Linked DNA regions of Mus musculus: regions 1, 3 and 4 are each linked to region 2. Evidence: chromatin contacts called from public promoter capture Hi-C data. All regions are on one chromosome and are shown on one strand. Each heading gives the region's core, a stretch centred on a gene start, on an enhancer-like site or on the middle of the called end of the contact. The rest is flanking DNA. Distances are from core to core; before and after follow the strand shown. Region 1 holds the start of Gbp9 (guanylate-binding protein 9). Region 2 holds the start of Hsd17b11 (hydroxysteroid (17-beta) dehydrogenase 11). Region 3 holds the start of Arhgap24 (Rho GTPase activating protein 24). Region 4 holds the start of Gbp6 (guanylate binding protein 6).

Region 1 (2,965 bases), core at 341-2,840, 1.1 Mb after region 2:
CCTCAGTACAGGGGAACGACAAGGCCAAGAAGTGGATGTGGGTGGGTGGGGGAGTGTGTGGGGGACTTTTGGGATAGCATTGGAAATGGAAATGTAAAAAATACCCAATTTAAGAAGAAAAAAAGATTCTAGAGTCACTTGATGATGTGTGATTTGGCTTCTTATAGCTCAGTGAGGCTGAGGCTTGCTTTGGGTTAACATATATATTTATTTGAAATTGTTTGCTTAGGTTTGCTGATGTTTGCAGGTTTAGCATAAATGAAGTTATTTTAAGAGCTACTTGGTTTTGTTGCTCAATAATTCTTCAGACCCAGTGTTCATTATAACGTGGCTTTGAAAAACAGTGAGGAAGTGCCAATCAAATCACAAAGCATCACTTCATACACACAAGGACAGCTACCACACAAGGCAAAAACAAATACATGTCACCTGGAATTTAAACAACTCAGGTGTCTGTACTCTGCAGCCTAGAACACAGAATATTACCTCACAGGAAACAGTCCTGACTTCTGAGATAATATATAGTTATGTTTGACCTAAAAGCTCTTCTTTGATTACAACATAAACAAACTAGAAAACAAGGACTTGGATGGACCTTTGAGCTGTATTGATCATAGCATCTGTATTTACAATACCCACAATGTGGACACAGCCCAGTCTCCCACCAACAGATCACCAACAGATGCATACATTAACACAGTCTGATAGCATGCACAATAGAATGTTATTCAGCAAAAAAAAAAAAAAAAAAAAAGGAATAAAATTCTACTGCACACTACTTTATAGACCTTCATATACTTAAGGCTATCCATGGACCCTGCAGACCAGACAACACAGTAACCTACCTCCCCTGCCCTGTCTTTAGTCCCACATGAGCATGAAGACATTATGCCAAGAAAAGAGAATGTGCAAAATCCTAAGACGTTAGATACAGGTGACATCACTTAATTCCAGAAACCAGGCTCTCTGCAGCTTAGTTCCATGTGAAATAAGACTAGCAGCCCAAACAAAATGCACATAGCACTACGTGATCTCTACATCTCATACAACATAAACATCAAGAGAGAACTGGACTATTTTCTTACACTTAATTCAAAGTCAGTGAGGTAGGAACTAAGTTATTTCGAGATAGAGGTTTGCCAAGCTCTTGTGCTGAATTTTCCTCACAGGGTTCCTCCACAGAAAGACTTCCCTCTGACTACAGCTGCCTGTGAACCAGGGCAGGAGCTGTAGCTGTGGTCCCAGCTGAGGCAGGACCAGGGCTCTTCCCACAGCTTCTCCAACAGAGCAGGGCAGCCAGCTGTGTCAGGCTACAACTTTGTATCTGTCCTTTGTCAGAGGAAAGAAACTGACCTCTTAGACCTAAAGCCAGCCACAGCCCCCTGCAGACCAGAGAGCTCATAATCTGCCTCCCTTCCCCCTCCCTCAGTTGCCCCTTTGACTTGGAAATCAAGCTGAGGTCCAGACTAAGTTGCTCCTTAAAGAAAGGAAAAGTAAATATACCTGGTCCCACAGCACAGGTCCAAGTGCAGTTCTCAGCTGCTGCTGCCTCCTCAGGCTCACTTCTGCTCTCCTCCCTCCTGCTCTCTTTGTTCCTCTTTTATGTGCGCTGACCACACACACACACACACACACACACACACACACACACACACACACACACACAGGATGCAGCAGAAACAAAACTGAAAGTAAAGTAAGCCAAGGCATTGTTAACTTGGCCAAGACTGGAAGGGGAGGTCAGAGGATGCTTAGTGTCAGAAAAGTCAGTGAGAAACTGTGTTGCAGCCAAGGGACAGCAGGCCTCCACTGTGGAAAGAGTTTACATTCTCTTTCTTTGGAACCCATCTCCAGTTTCCTCAGCCTTCTAGGCACAGATAAAGCACAGTAAACCCAGACCCCTATCAGTGGAAATGACACAATCTGGGAGGATTGCACGTGTGCTTCTCTCAGGGGAAATTCCAGGTGCTTTTTGAGTGAAGAGCTTTAATGTTTTAAACGTGTTTTCTAAAACAGGAACCATAACTGTTGCCATTTCTTTCTGGACTCTGTCCCACAGTTTCCTGACAACAGCGAGCTGGGCATGACTCACTATAAAAAGGGCTGCTTGTCCACTCTGCCCTCTCTCTCTCCCTCTCTCTCTCTCTCTCTCTCTTTCAATCTCTCTCCCTGAGATCTTCCTCTCTTCCTTTCTTACCCTCTTCTTTCTCAAGTCCTCTCCCTGCTTCCTGTCTCCCTCTCTCTGTTCCTCTTTCTCTGTCTCTACTACCCTTTCAAATCCCCTGTCCATGTCCAAAATAAACTCTATTCTATACTATACAATTGTGTGGCTGGTACCTCAGGAGGACAGGATGCCTCAGCATGCCCCCACCCCCCATACCACCTTCCACTTCACCATACCCCACCTCCACCACACATATCCCTGGCTTCTTTTTCTTTTTCAGAAAACACAACAGTTGTTCTGAAAACTGTTTTTAAAGAAGTAATTAAAGAATAGTAAGTAGGAGTTGTGTTCAGGGTAGCAGCTAAGAAAACTCACTTCAGAGGTGGAAGCTTAAAAATGAAGCTTTATTTTCTGAGCTCTTAGGAAGGCAGCCAGTTTGGGATCTGAACTTTGTCCCTGATGGGAGATTGAACACCATTTGTAAAGGATGAAACACAAAGCAGTGGGGAGAGCTGCAGAGTGTGATCCATTGTGTTTTCACAGGAAGGATTAAACAAGGGAGTACCCCTTGGAGACTGGGCCATATCCAGGCACCTAGCTTCAGGGTCCTTAATTTATTCTCCTAGACATTAGGTGCAGAACTCAGAGTGATAAAGGGACAAAGGAGCAGGTCAGCAGCATGGAGGTAAACTGGTACCTTAATTCTACTTCAGTGAACTCTCTCTCTATTCATCATGAATATTATCAAATACCTATTTCTGTATAGAAAGAAACAAAAGTACCAAATAATGTGCGACAATG
Region 2 (2,921 bases), core at 126-2,625:
GCAGTAAGAGTCATCAAACATTTTTTTCTTTTGGATAAACACACTTTTTTAGAGAAAATTGTGTATATTAGAAACGATAAGCCCAAACCATTCTTGTTAAAGAATAAAATTTCAGACTAGTTTGTGTGCCACCTGCTAGACTCTTGGCTAAATCACCTCACACATTAACTTACCATCTCCCTGGCCTTCTGAAAACTAAAGCCTGGGTAGCCTCGTCTTTCTCAGTTAAGAAGCAAAGAGCCCATTTCATATGCCTGACCATATGCCTATGCTGGGCCTTGGCTAGCTGACCCATGCTGGCCCAGTTTGCATTGTTAATCCATCGTATACATATCTAATTATCTGTTTTCTCCACCAGACGTAGGTAGCCCATCTCCTGTTTGCCACCAGGTCTTACCATCTGGGCTGTAGATACTATGGAGCACTGATTACTTGTTGTCACAATCACTCTAGAGTTAGAGTTCTTATTTAATCTCATGAACCTTGACCTCTTGTTTATAGAATGGATGTACACAGTGCAGTGAGGGGCACGCTAAGCCAGAAGATGCCTTCAGATTCCCTCTGTCATCCACCAAAAGCCAGACCAACACTTCACTGCTAGCTCCTTCTAACTCACCTCCCACCTCAACCTGAAGGTACAGGAGACCGCACTGAAGTTATTTCACTTTTAACTATTTTTTCTATAAGGTGACTTAGATGACTCCTGTAGGCAACTGGCAGTGCAATGGTGATCCCTGTAGGGTGTCATTTCGAGCCCATCTCAGCAGCTGCAAACGAGACTTGACAGCCGCACACATCTAACTCTTGGTATAGCACCTAAAACTGCTGTATTTTCCAAAAGTTTATGATGGTCAGTAGGAGGAGATTATAGGCCACTTTCAGGATGGATTTAATGTAGTGTTAATGTAGCGAAGGGAGATAGCCAAGATTCTCATTGTCCATAGGTCCGTTCATCGTGTGGTCTTAACAGATATCAAATTATGCCTCTCTTATAATCTGAAAAAATATGAATAGTTACTATATGCTCTATGGACTCTACAGAGAACTATAAAGGGTGGTTGTTTGCCAGTGTGGACCACAAAGAAAAGGCAGCGACGAAGCGCGGTTACCTTATTGATATCCCAGAGAACCAGTTTGGTGTTAAGTTTGGCAAATTCGTAGGCAGTCAGTCTTCCAATCCCATGACCAGCTCCGGTGATCAGGACGATCTCTCCGGCGACAGATTTTTTCTTCTTGGGAATAAAAAGCTTGACAAGAGACTCAATGCTGAAGACGATGAGCAAAGGCAGCAGCAGGATCAAGTCAAGAAGATACTTCATCCTTTTGGAGGCCCGGTGCTCTCGTTCCCGGTCCTAAACGGCCTCTGGAGGGTGTCGGTTACGCACAGAGTAAAAGCTTAAGCAAGGCAGAGTTCCCCTATTAAAGAGAAACAAACAACTCGGAAACCATTCCTTCCGCGGGGCCGGGCTTCAGGAGGGTTTTTGCCATTGGCTCGGACTGCAGTCAGAGCAACTGCTCGCTGGCTTGGAAATCTGGGAGGGACGAAGTTCAGAGGCAAGCCCTAGGGCGGTGCGACCCTGATAGCTATCGCGGACTTCCTCCTAGGAGGGCTAGTTACCTCACGCTTTCCTAAAATGGAAAAATCCCCTCCCTGTCTGCAGCAGACCTAGGAGAGGAGAGGTCGTCACGCTGCGCAGTAAAGGATGAAGGGCAAGTGCTAGCAGTGCTCAGGCTGCGGTGGACAGTTGTCTGTTTCTGCATAAGGGTTGCAAATGTGGAGCCACACCTTAAAGGACCAGGAAACAAGGAAGGGGACTCTTTGGGGAAAGGAAGAGAAGTAGCAAGAGGGGGATGGGAGGACGGCTATGGGGGAGGGGCGGGTTAGAACACCTGGCACGTTTGTGTATAAAAGTCACAAACCCATTTCTTTGCACGCTAACCAAAAATTAATAACAAAACAAACAACCCTTCAAGCAAAACAAAGCACAAGAGGGAAAACCAAGCTCCTGAATTAGAAATGACCCTACATCGCATTTTAATTTGAATTGAGCATTTCTGGAGGGCAGAGGGGTGTATCCTCCCAAGGCATAATCAAGTTTTAGGAGAAGCAGTAAACCCATCTCCCCAGGGAAGAGCCGTGTAGCGGGGCAACCAGCTCCCACTCGGCCTCTGAGAATCTGAAAACGAGAAACAAAACATATATTCAAGAATGGTGGGTGGTTTGCCTGCCTGTGTGCACACTATTTTTGCTCCCGGTGTGGGGAAAGGGCAGATGAGGGTTCTGGGTTTCCTAGAACTGAAGTTACTAGGAGCTGTGAACCTGCATGTAGGCACTGGGAATTGAACCATTGTCCACAGGAAGAATGGACAGTGCTCTTAACCACAGAGCTATAGCCATCTCTCCAGCATTCTCGTCCCCAGTACACACTTTTTGAGACAGGATTCCTCTGTGTAGCTCTGGCTGGCCTGGAACTCTCTCTTCCCCAGGTTGTTTTGAGGCAGTTTCTCCTCATTTAGCAGCAGGAACAAGCTAATAGCCTGTCTGTTGAGTGGTTGGTTTATGAACTATAAATGTTATCCGTTGACTTTCCTCCTGTGACACTGAGGATGTGGCTTGCTTTGCTTGCTCTTTATCTTCCTGTCTCCTATCATCCCAATATAATTCTCTCTCCCTTTGCTACTTCTGTTAAGTTTTATTTGTAACTTTAGGCAACAAGGTTCTATTTTTTTTTCTTTCTTTCTTGTTCCAACAACTATAGATGTTGGCAGAGAAAAAGTATCCTATCCTCTCCAGGAGTCTGATAGGTTATTTCTCCACCTCCAGTTTACAGAGCCAATTTAAGCCAGATTAAATTATATTAAAGTCAGCTCATTGCTGCTTTCAGGAGGCTTAAGTTCACTGGCCCCAAAGACCAAGGCCA
Region 3 (3,054 bases), core at 382-2,881, 1.5 Mb before region 2:
TGTCTGCCCGCTGGTTCCAGGATTTATCTCTTCTTTAAAGTTGTTACTGGGCACAGGAAAGCAGCGTCCCAAACATACTTAATCCTCTCCGGGGGTGAGTGGTGCAATCAGAATCCAGGAAGCAGCAAGTGTTACATTCCCTAGTCACAGATTTTTATGTCAATCCCAGCAGGCTTCAGTGCAGCACCAGCGTTGTTAGTTATACACTAGTGTACTTGGCTGTAGAAGGGTCTGTGGTCCTTCTTAGCAGATGGAACTCTTCCTTTACCTCATCTGCCGTCTCCATGACAACCCTCCCCTTTCTCTTTCTGTGTTCTCTCTAGCCTAAGAACCCCATACATCACACTGGCTGGTGAGATGGTGTCAAGTGGAAACGATGGAGACAGAGGTGTGAAGGCCAAAGGCCTTGGACACAAGGATGGGATGTATCTTAATCTCTCAGCCTGGGATCTGCCGGGCAGCCTCCCTGAGTTTAATTTGTGTCACCTTGGGTCTGAATTGCTGTGGTAACATTTGTTATAACCAGAAAGTAGGCTCCCAACCTAATAGCAGTCTTGCCTTTTTGAAATGTCACAGTCTTGAATCATACCTACTGACACTTGTCTTCCAGGGGCTCTCAGGGCATGGAATGTGTGCAGATTTCATTTTGGTTAATCTCATTGTTTTGCAGTTCTCATTTAGAACTGCCCACAGGCTGTCACTTGACAGTGTTAACAGTCCGCCATTACAACATGCAAGGCCTTGTGAGCCGCTGAAGGTCATCTATCCCACCAATTAGAAACACAGGCCACATGGCTTCTGGCTAGGGGTTCTACACACATTTTAAAGGATCAGGCAAAAGAGCTTATTCCCCCCCCCCCCGAACTTAATTTCATTCATTAAAGGGCTGAGGTGTCTCCTGCCAGAAAAATCAATTTTCTAGTGGGACCTCGGCCTGGGATGGAGCAGACTCATCCCTACCCCCGCCCCGGAAACCTGACGGCAACAAAAGCAAAATACCTATTCGTGCCCATCCAGGCTTGTATGCTCGTCAGCCTGAGCATGTGCCTGGACATCCCAAAGGACAAAATCCAAAACACCAGGCTTTAGGAAACCTAAGAGTGCCAAACACCTAGAACAGTAAGCGCTCAGTGGGTGGGAGTGGGGAGGGCTGGGGGCTGGGGGCTGGGGGCTGGGGCAGTCTATATCAGGAATATATTTGCCACCTTGCTCTGAGAACTCTAAAAGCATGTCAAGACGGTTTATTACACTTAACATCTCTCGAAATGCCTGACTAGAGCACACTCATCTAAATACGTTTTTAGGAATAAAGCTTAAGCTGGAGAAATAAGATTTGGCAGAGATGGTGGCAGGGCGCGCATAACCAGTGTGTGAGGCTTGCTGAAGGAACACAAGAGTGGGGGCTTTGGGTTCCTTACATTCTCTCACCCATAGCCACAGATCTGTGAGCAGCATGCCCTCATGCTGCATTTGGGCTGAAATGAACGCAGCCAACTGCAGAGGGCCCAGGCAGTGGTGTCTGATGGGGCGCCCGCCCAGCATTGCTCTGGAGGTGAGGCTGGCGTGCAGGGCGGGGCTCCCGCCACCCCACCAGTGCTGCTTGGGTCCTCTGAAGCCGCCAGCTGCCAACTGAAACCCGAAACCCGGCTGCGTCTGCGGGCTGGCCCCACTCAGTTGTTCCAGCCTCTTGTACTGTATATTTACACATTCACACACAATCACTCTTTCTAACTTCTTGACTCTTTGCGCAACTGCTAGGATTTCTCAAGTGCATGTGGCAATTCAGCCCGGGTGAGAGAAAGCCGGTGGGACTCGGAAGGGAATCACGGGGCCGCGGGGCCGCCCAGGCTGCAGAGGGGACAGAACTAGAGCGAGACAGCGACTGCTGGGGGAGTCCCCCCCAACTTTCCATGCAGCTGTGGCTCTGGGGCTGCCCGGGCTTCCTCTGAGAGCAGCACGCAGGCCTGGCGAATGGGGTTCTGCGCTCGCCCTGGGAAGTAAAGGGCACCCTGCCGACTGGAACTCATCTTTAGGCCAGTCCTAGGAGCCTGGACATCGGAGCAGCCGCCAGCCATCCCTTGTAGGTCCGGCATCCCTGGCAGGGTAGGTGATTTGATTGCTGCTGTGGAGCTGGGGCTTGGGGGGAGGGGGGGAGAAACCACCCGGAGGGTGGGTGGATAGCAGCTTCAGGCTATAGGGAGGTAACTGCTGTGAGCCAGGAGCAACGCTGGGACCATACTGGTTCAGTGTGTGTGTGTGTGTGTGTGTGTGTGTGTGTGTGTGCGCGTGCGCGCGCGCGCGAGAGCACTCGCTTGCGTGTAAAACACAACAAGCAGGCATCTTGTGTTTCTGACTTACAAAACAAATGCAACTGATACAGTCTCTACTCCCGCCGTCTACCTTCTCCTTTCATCTGCTGATGTTTTAGCTAGTTTCAGAGTTGCCTAGACAACTGGCGTGTGGAGGTAGATTTCAGTATATATTGTGTTACTATTGTACCGGAAAGTGGTAATCTTCGGTGGATTTTAAGACACACAGATGGGTTTAGACTTCTTGAAGGAGTAGTATTTTGAGGAGGTATCCACCTACTTTAAAAGAGAAGCAGGCAGTACATTCTTATTAAAGATAACTTTAGCAGTATTTCTTGTGAAAGTCCTCAAAGAGAGATTATTAGGCGGAATGCCTTTGAGATGCTAGGCTGTCTAATATGGGCTAGTGACCCAGCTCCTGGCTCCACTGTAATCTGTTCCAACTCATCTGAGTAAGTCTCTCCCTAGTGTGTTTGTTTTTGTCCCTTTACTCACCATATTACAGATTAGTCCCGTTTAGCTTCCAAAACATCACTGTTTCATCCCATTCTTCAAAAAGGAAATGAGAAAGTCAGGTGAGGTGCCTGAAATATACAAAGTGTAAAAGCTTTGCTTACTCATAAGTATAAAGTTTTGTCTTGTTGGGTCTACTACTAAATAAGAGAAACTGATTCGAATCTGGGGACATTTGCAGTGGTATTTAAAAGCTATACAGGATTGCCGAGATAGATGGGTAGGCAGATTC
Region 4 (3,140 bases), core at 361-2,860, 1.3 Mb after region 2:
TTTTTAAATAAACTTACTTGAAAAAGATGTAATGTCCAAATTGGGATGTACCAGAGTGAAAGGTGAAGTGTCTCTGTTCCCAGGACAGAATGGCAATCAGGTTTTATTAGGGAAACATGGATGCAAAATGAAGAAACTTTCCGTTACACTATTTCTGTTTTGCCATGCTGAGGGACATGGTGTAAGAGTCTAGAGTCACATGATCATGTGTGATTTGGCTTCTTAGAGCTTACTGAGGCTGAAGCTTGCTTTGGGTTAACATACATATTTATTTGAAATTGTTTACTTAGTTTTGCTGATGTTTACAGTTTAAGCATGAATGCTGTTATTTTTAAGAACTACTTGTTTTTGTTGCACAACAATTCTATAGACCCATTGTTTCTTATAACATGTCTTTGACAAATATTGAGGAAGTGCCAATCAAACCATACACACAAGGACAGCTACCACACAAAGCAAAAACAAATCCATGTAACCCAGAATTTAGACAACTCAGGTGTCTGTACTCTGTGGCTAAGAATACAGAATATTACCTCATGGGAAACAGTCCTCGCTTTTGAGAAAATCAATACTTATGTCTGATCTAACAGCTCTTCTTTGATTACAACACAAACAAAATAGCAAAGAAGGACTTGGATGGACCTTTGAGCTGTAGTGATCATGGCAGCTGTGTTCACAATACCCACATTGTGGAGACAGCCCAGACTCCCACCAACAGATCACCAACAGATGCATACATTAACACAGTCTGACAATGTGCACAATAGAATATTATTCAGCCAAAGAAGGGAATAAAATTAACTACTGTACACAACTTTGTAGACCTTAATAGACTTAGGCTAGACACAGACTCCTACAGGTCAGACAACACATAACCTGCCTCCCCTGCCCTGCCCTCAGTCCCAGATGAGCATGAGGACATTATGCCAAGGAAGGAGAATGTGCAGAATCTCCAGAAGTTAGATACAGGTGACGTCACTTAACTCCAGAAACCAGGCTCTCTGCAGCTTAGTTCCATGTATGAAATAAGACTAGCAGCCCAAACAAAATGCACATAGCACTACGTAATCTCTACATCTCACATACAACATAAACATCAATATAGAACTGGATTATCTTCTTACACTTAATTCAAAGTCAGTGAGGTAGGAACTAAGTTATTTCCAGATAGATGTTTGCCAAGCTCTTGTGCTGAGTTTTCCTCACACGGTTCCTCCACAGAGACTTTCCTCTGCCTACAGTTGCCTGTGAACCAGGGCAGGAGCTGTTGTGGTCCCAGCTGAGGCAGGACCAGGGCTCTTCCCATAGTTTGTCTAACAGAGCAGGGCAGCCAGCAGTGTCAGGCTGCCACTTTGTATCTGTCCTTTATCAGAGGAAAGAAACTGACCTCCTAGACCTAAAGCCAGCCACAGCCCCCTGCAGACCAGAGAGCTCATAATCTGCCTCCCTTCCCCCTCCCTCAGTTGCCCCTTTGACTTGGAAATCAAGCTGAGGTCCAGACTAAGTTGCTCCTTAAAGAAAGGAAAAGTAAATATACCTGGTCCCACAGCACAGGTCCAAGTGCAGTTCTCAGCTGCTGCTGCCTCCTCAGGCTCCCTTCTGCTCTCCTCCCTCCTGCTCTCTTTGCTCCTCTTTTATGTAAGCTGACCACACACACACACACAGAGAGAGAGAGAGAGAGAGAGAGAGAGAGAGAGAGAGAGAGAGAGAGAGAGAAGGAGTTAAAAGAAATCACATGCTGCAGCAGAAACAAAACTGAAAGTAAAATAAAATAGGCCATGTTAACTTGGCCAAGACTGGAAAGGGAGGTCAGAGGTTCCTGTCTATCCCGAAAAGCCAGTGTGATACTCTGTTGCAGCCAAGGGACAGCAGGCCTCCACTGTGGAATCTGTTTACCTTCTCTTTCCTTGGAACCCATTTCCAGTTTCCTCCAGCCTTCTTGGCACAGATAAAGCACAGTAAAACCCAGGCAGCCATCAGTGGAAATTACAAAATCCGGGAGTATTGCAAGTGTGCTTCTCTCAGGGGAAATTCCCAGTGCTTTCTGATCAAACATGTTTAATGTTTTAAACATGTGTTTTCTAAAGCAGGAACCATCCCTGTTGCCATTTCTTCTGGGCTGCCCCACAATTACCTGGCAACAGCCAGGTGGGCATGACTCACTATAAAAGGGGCTGCTTGTACCCTCACATACCCCCCTCTCTTGCTCAATTGTCCTCTCTTCCTTTTTTACCCTCTTTCTTCTCTGTCCCTCCTCCTCCTTCCTCCCCTCTCTATCCCTCTTTCTTTGTCTCTACTAACCCCTCAACTCCCCTCTCCATGTCTTAAATAAACTGTATTCTATACTATACAATTGTGTGGCTGGTACCTCAGGAAGAAGGTAATGCTTCAACACTGGCCCTCAGAGGTACCCCTTTTCACCTCAACATACCAGGTATGACGTTTGTATATTCTTGGACCAGAGGGTGGCACCATTTGGAGATGTGGCCTTGTTGGAATAGGTGTGACCTGGTTGGAATAGGTGTGTCACTGTGGTTGTGGGCTTAAGATCCTCACTCTAGTTGCCTGGAAGTCAGTCTTCCACTAGCAGCCTTTGGATGAAGACATAGAACTCTCATCTCTGCCTGTGCCACGCCTGCCTGGATGCTGCCATGCTCCCACCTTGATGATAATGGACTGAACCTCTGAACCTGTAACCCAGCCCCAATTAAATGTTGTTTTTTTATAAGACTTGCCTTGGTCATGGTGTCTGTTCACAGCAGTAAAACCCTAACTAAGACACCAGACAGCCACCAAACATATACCTGACTTCTTTTTCTTTTCATAAAACACAACAGTCAATTTTAAAACCTGATTTTAAAAGAAGCAATTAAAGAATAGTAAGTAGGAGTTGTGTTCAATATAGAAGCTAAGAAAACTTCAGAGATGGAAGCTGAAAAATGAAAGCTTTAATTTCTGAGCCCTTAGGGAGGCAGACTGGGGTCTGAACTTTGTCCCTGATGGGAGATTGAACACCATTTGTAAAGGATGAAACACAAAGCAGGGGGGAGCTGTAGAGTGATCCATTGTGATTTCACAGGAAGGATTAAACAAGGGAGTACCCCTTAGAGGCGGTGTTGGCATCAGGACATCCCAAACCT

The links. Promoter capture Hi-C pulls out the DNA fragments that hold promoters and counts their contacts.
Region 1: a promoter capture Hi-C map of pre-B cells shows a contact between it and region 2, with 8 times the contacts expected there. The contact joins the promoter of Gbp9 here to the promoter of Hsd17b11 in region 2. A contact is called at or near these places in 2 of 39 promoter capture datasets (the C10 cell line and pre-B cells) and 1 of 115 datasets of contacts at active chromatin or transcription factors (large pre-B cells).
Region 3: a promoter capture Hi-C map of pre-B cells shows a contact between it and region 2, with 4 times the contacts expected there. The contact joins the promoter of Arhgap24 here to the promoter of Hsd17b11 in region 2.
Region 4: a promoter capture Hi-C map of liver shows a contact between it and region 2, with 2.3 times the contacts expected there. The contact joins the promoter of Gbp6 here to the promoter of Hsd17b11 in region 2. A contact is called at or near these places in 3 of 39 promoter capture datasets (the 3T3-L1 cell line, 3T3-L1-derived adipocytes and liver) and 1 of 115 datasets of contacts at active chromatin or transcription factors (large pre-B cells).

Annotation. Positions count from the first base shown.
Region 1 is chr5:105,108,702-105,111,666 of GRCm38.p6, forward strand. Gbp9 (guanylate-binding protein 9) reads right to left here and starts at 1,591. Exons shown (of 11, transcript NM_172777.4): 1 at 1,504-1,591.
Region 2 is chr5:104,020,421-104,023,341 of GRCm38.p6, forward strand. It overlaps Hsd17b11 (hydroxysteroid (17-beta) dehydrogenase 11), which reads right to left and starts at 1,376. Exons shown (of 7, transcript NM_053262.3): 1 at 1,110-1,376. The coding sequence starts at 1,319.
Region 3 is chr5:102,479,760-102,482,813 of GRCm38.p6, forward strand. It overlaps Arhgap24 (Rho GTPase activating protein 24), which reads left to right and starts at 1,632. Exons shown (of 10, transcript NM_029270.2): 1 at 1,632-2,103.
Region 4 is chr5:105,292,089-105,295,228 of GRCm38.p6, forward strand. It overlaps Gbp6 (guanylate binding protein 6), which reads right to left and starts at 1,611. Exons shown (of 11, transcript NM_194336.2): 1 at 1,538-1,611.